Regions from separate parts of the Neogale vison genome. Here region 2 is linked to region 1. A link is a contact called in public Hi-C data. All regions are on one chromosome and are shown on one strand. Each heading gives the region's core, a stretch centred on a gene start, on an enhancer-like site or on the middle of the called end of the contact. The rest is flanking DNA. Distances are from core to core; before and after follow the strand shown. Region 1 has its middle 97 kb from the start of PJA1. Region 2 holds the start of EFNB1 (ephrin-B1).

Region 1 (2,700 bases), core at 170-2,669:
GGGACTGCAGACGCTCACACACTGGAGTGGGGTGACTCTCAAGAGTTTTGTCTCACCAGGGCACGAGCTGAACTGGACATTGTCACAGGGGAACTCTTCTCTTTGATTTTTCCTAAAGGCACAGTGAATAGTGGAGAGTCCCGCTGTGGTCTGACCGTTGCTCCCCTCAGCTCTGAAAGTGTTACAGTTTGGTGACACAAAGTCCTCACGCTCTGGCTCCCATCTACCTTCTGGGACTTATTTCCCACTCCTTGTCTTTTTTTTTTTTTTTTTTAAGATTTTATTTATTTATTTGACAGAGAGAGATCACAAGCAGGCAGAGAGGCAGGCAGAGAGAGAGAGGAGGAAGCAGGCTCCCTGCTGAGCAGAGAGCCCGATGCGGGCCTCGATCCCAGGACCCTGAGATCATGACCTGAGCCGAAGGCAGTGGCTTAACCCACTGAGCCACCCAGGCGCCCCTCCCACTCCTTGTCTTTAGAGACTGCATGGTTCAACCAAACTCAATACTCCTCCTCCTTGCCTGCCTTCACTTGTACCGCTCCCACTGCCTGAAACACCCACTCTCCCTACTTTCAGCTATGCAAATCCTACCCACCAAGTAGGGCCCAGCTTAACCGTACTTCCCATTACTTCCTACAGGGAGCTGTCCTTGTCCTCCTCTCCATGACAGTCCCTCTTCTCTGCCCCCTGAGCTGAAAGAAACGTCCCTCCTCAGAACCTCAACGGCACTTCATCTGACCCTCTCTTAAGGCAATATCGCTACTTTCTCCGTGGAAGTGTAATCATCTGGATCTACTCCTTTGATCCCCTCTAGACTGGGAACCCTCTGAGGGAGAAGCTACATCAGATTCATTTTTGTATTTCCCAGGCCCTCAGTTTCTTAGGAATGTGTTGAGCGTCTCCTTCACATCCTACGTGGTAAGAAGAGCACGGCTTTGGAGTTAAGAGACTCCCGGGCCTTAAGCCCCATTCTGGTTCTTCACAGCTGGGGCCCTTGGGCCAGGTACCCTCCCAATCTGAGACCTGCTTTTTCTCAGCTTTGATAGGATGAAAACTGTACTCACTACCACTCAGGTTTATAGTAAATATTAAATGTGGGACTAAAAGGCCGAGCCTCCCCTCCCTCTTGGCACCTGGTTGGTATCCAATAAATGTTTGCTTGTCATTCCTCCCTTGGACTGAATCTAATGAATGGATGAATGAACGAGGAGATGAATCAATGCTGCACCTTCCAGATGGCTTTAGTCTAAGGTGTGGGGCCTTCCTTGGCCTGGCTGCCCTCTCCTCCAGGCAGACCTGCCCACCAGTAACCACCCTCCCCGACACCCCTCTGTTCTGGTCCCGGCCACCCCAGGCCCACAGTTTACGTGCTGAAATTCCCAGAAGCTGAGACTTCCAAACAAACCCCCCAAGTTTGGATTTTTCAGCCATGCTATTAAAACAGTCATTTTCAGCTGCCTAATGTTTCCAACTTCTGCTCTAATCCAGCGGGTAAATATTTACGGAGCCTGACACCACTCCTAGGCCACTCGCTCTGCTGCCAAACATTCATTTCCCTTGCAGCTCCACTGGTTTGATATTTTTAGGAGCAGGGGAGGATAGCGGTGTGTGTGTGTGCGTGTGTGCGTGTGTGCGTGTGTGCGTGTGTGCGTGTGTGAGTGTGTGTGTGTACACGCTGCAAGCACGCCTGCTGGGTGTGCGTGTGAGGGGTAGTGGCTGGTGAGAGAGGCTCAGCCTTCCTTATGGTGAGTTCCCCGGTGAGGGGAGACAGGACAAAGTAGGTCTTGCTACTTCCTTCTACTCAGATGCCCCCGCAATGGGTCGGGGAGGCATGGGCTTACTGCACTGTGCCCCGACCCTCAAGCATCCCCCTCCTCAGCACCTGTCCCGTCCCGCCACCCCCGACCCAACACACATAGAACAATCTGGGGCAAATCGGTATCAGGCTGATTTGCTGTATACAGCCAGCAGAGAAGTGTTGAGAGACATGGACAGACTTGGGGGCCTACCTCACTCCTGCCATTTGCTAGGTGGGTGGCCTTGAGCATGTCCCTTCAGCACTCCGAGTCAGTCTCCTTCTGCGTGAAATGCAGGTAAGTACCTTACCGCCCCACCCCATCCCCCTTGGTAAGAGGACTCGTGGAGAGTGCTGAGCACAACCCCTGGCTAAGGGGAGGGGTCCTGTAAATGGTTCTTTAGGGAGAAGATGCCAAGGTTACCCCCATACCCGCTGACGTCCCGGCCTCACTGAGAATGACCAGCAGTCATTCTCTTGGCACCTCCACACCCTGGCTCAGTCTCTTCCTTCCGTCTGGAATGTCCTCAGCATAACTCAGAGCACACGGCTACCTGCTTGAAGCAGTTTTCCCTCATGGCCCTCGCAAAAACCACCACCACACGCTATCCCTCCCTCTCCACCCCCACTCATAGACTAAGCACTTGCAGTCGATGAAGGCTGCTGAGTCATATTCGTCTCTACAGCCTCCGAATCTAGCAGAGAGCTACACAAAGTTCTCAATGGATTTTCACTGCATGTGTGAATATTTGTGTAATATTTGTGGGGCTGGAGGAGAAGAAGCAAAGGATGGTTTTTTAGCTTGCACTGCCCAAGACTTTTCTTTACTCCCCTCACAGGGGAGAACAATAGGAAGAGAGAAGGAAAGCAACATTTTCTGACTATTCCATTCCCGCGGGAACCTT
Region 2 (2,700 bases), core at 58-2,557, 420 kb before region 1:
TGAATGCGATAAGGACATGAACCTGTTTAGTAAACGGTAGAACCCTTTGGGAATGTTGCTCACCTGTCTCCATCAAGTAGCCCCAAGGAGACTATACCCCAAAGCCGACCCCAAACCCAGATCTTCCTCCTAGTGCTTTCCCTTCCACCCCATACTGGACCGCGGTTCTTGCCAAGGCTACCACGCCCGTCCTAAGTCTCAAGTCCAAGTCAAGCGCTAGGTTTCTGTGTGTCAAGCTCCTGGATGAGAGCTTCCCATTTCTCCCGGGCTCCCGCAGTGCTATGGAAGACCAGTAGGGGGAGACATTAGCACGTGGGTATGCCTGTTGGGGTCGGACCAGGAGAGCGGGCCGGACCGGGAGGGTCTGAGCTGTGGGATGGAGCCAAAGTTATAGGCAAGGAAGCGAGGAGGGGCGGGGAGAATGGGCCAGGGCTGGGAGACAAAGACCCAGATGGTGAGGCCGGGAGGGCCTAGAGTCTGGCGTCTTGGGGCCAGGACGCTCGCTTTTGCTTTTTCAAAAGGCGTCTGCCTGCACCCTTTCCTCTTTGCCCAGGAGGTGTCTTTCTTTATCGAAGAAAGATAAAAGTCTTTATCCCCGCTGGCCTGTTCCGGGGTCTTGCCTGCCCCTTCAGACAGGACAAGACTCTAAGTTTGGGCTCCCAGGTCCCACAAAGCTCTCCCCTGAGGCTGAGATTCCAAAGACCTGGTCCCCAGGGGCAAAGATCGCACCTCCCACCCACCTCCATCTGGTACTTGATCTCTTTTGAGTCTCCATCACCTATCGGATCTGTGTGTTTAGGACTCCAGGTCCAAGTGCAAGCAGACACTTCATTGTGAGTTAACAAGGAGGAAGGCCCACCAGAGCCCTACGTGAGATGGGACATGGGACGGGGAGCAACCAGGCTACTTTTGCCACAGAGGTGGGCGCAGAGCAGGACTTCAGGGTTCCTGTATAAAGAGAATGGAAGTACGTTCCCGGGATACTTGCGACAGGGCCTATCTGGTTCAGTGGGCCGGAGTGTCGACTAGGCGCGGGAGAGGAGAGCAGGCCGACAGCCCTAGAGGAACGCCAACTTCCACCCGCCGAGCGCTCTGGGAACGGGACTAAACCGGACCAAGCCCTAGCCACAAGACCCGCACTCTCAGATTGGTGCCATCGTGAGCACGGCGTCCTTAAGAGCTCCCAGGAGCCCCGCCCCCTTCCTGTTCTAGGGGCGTGACAGGAGACAAGGACCCCGAGACGGAGCTTCCTATTGGCTAAGAGGAGTAGGGTCGGCCTTGCGTTCGCCTGAGCAGGGGAGTAGACAGCTCCGCGGCAGCCGGGGGAGTCTATGCGCGCTGGACAGCAGTGGGAGGCGTGTGAGAATTGCACTGGCCGAAGACCTTCGGGTGCAATCGCCGGGGAGCTAGCACTCGGCGACGGGGCTGCGGAGTGACCCGGCCGAGGCTTCAGAAGCTCAAATCGATGGGACTATCTCGCTCCGCTGCGTCTTCCCGCTCTTCTGAGTACACTGAACGGGGCCCCCGCTGAAGTAGAAGCTGTCGGTGGGGCGCGCAGCCCAGAGTCCCAGTGTGGCCTGGAGGAACGGAGACCGTGCCAGGGCGACCCAGCCGGGAGCCCCCGGACTGAGCTTGCATTGTGGGGAGACTCCCACTTCTTCCAAGGGCCGTCGATCCCGGGACAGTCGAGGCGTCGGTGCGGCCACCGAGTCCTCAGTGGGGAGACCCAGTCAGGAAAAGGGCGCGCAGACCCGAACAGTCTCGGGGAGCCCAGCGGAATCGGGCCGGATCACCGGGGGCGCAGAGCCCCCGTCGCGCCTCGTGCGGCAGAGAGACCAGAGGAGCAAGACCTCGGAGGCCGCGGCCCATGCCCGGGCTGGGGACGGCTGCCCAGTGAGTCCTCCTGGCCCGCCGGGCGGAGAAGAGCGACGCCGAAGCCGGCGGGAGGGGAGCTCTTCAAGGCCGGTGACTGCGGAGGATGGGCGCCTGAGCGGTTCAGAGCGCAGCGCAGCACGGGAAGGCGAGGCCAGTTTGCTGAGGAGGCGCCAGGGGATCCCAAGTGCAGCCTGCTCCTGGGAAGATGGCCCGGCCTGGGCAGCGTTGGCTCGGCAAGTGGCTTGTGGCGATGGTCGTGTTGGCACTGTGCCGGCTCGCCACGCCGCTGGCCAAGAACCTGGAGCCCGTGTCCTGGAGCTCCCTCAACCCCAAGTGAGTAACTTATTGGCTCAGATCCCTGGGGGTGGGAGGCACTCCTGCAGGGTGAGGCCATGCGCCCCCGAGTGCGTGTGGGGAGGTGTTTTGAGGAGGAGCGGCGCCCCATTTTGTCTCTGGCGTTTTCGAGTGTGTTTTCCTGCGGGCGGGTGGGGCAGGGTGCGGCGGGGTGGGGTGGGGGGCACTCGGCTGGGTTGTGACCCTTTGGCTTCCGCGCTCTCTCCTTCGCACGTCCTGGATCAAGTCGGGATTGCCGCGCCTGGCGGAGCTGGGAGTCTGGGCGCTCGAGGGCGCACCCGAGAGCTGGGTGGGGGAGAGAACGCATTCCCCTGTGGGGCTCCTGGGAACGTGGCGGTTTTCTCCGAGAGCCGCTTTAGGGGCAAGCTTGACCTGGGTGGGGGACGAGGCCGGAACACAGGTTTCTCGTTTGTTTGGCTGTGAAGGGACCACGGCTCGGGACTCCGCGCGTGGGGCGGGTGGCTGCGCCTG

What was found. Hi-C and Micro-C count contacts between places; a contact is called where the count stands out from the background.
Region 2: a Hi-C map of fibroblasts shows a contact between it and region 1, with 8 times the contacts expected there. The contact joins the promoter of EFNB1 here to the enhancer-like site in region 1. A contact is called at or near these places in 2 of 3 Hi-C or Micro-C datasets (fibroblasts and muscle).

Annotation. Positions count from the first base shown.
Region 1 is chrX:72,711,345-72,714,044 of ASM_NN_V1, reverse strand. No RefSeq gene overlaps it. Among named protein-coding and RNA genes, the nearest start is that of PJA1, 97 kb to the left of the region's middle. Within about 2 kb of position 1,419, the one cell type or tissue checked has open chromatin away from gene starts, as enhancers often do. A contact at or near this core is called in fibroblasts, where this site is marked.
Region 2 is chrX:73,128,941-73,131,640 of ASM_NN_V1, reverse strand. It overlaps EFNB1 (ephrin-B1), which reads left to right and starts at 1,307. Exons shown (of 5, transcript XM_044234990.1): 1 at 1,307-2,208. The coding sequence starts at 2,081.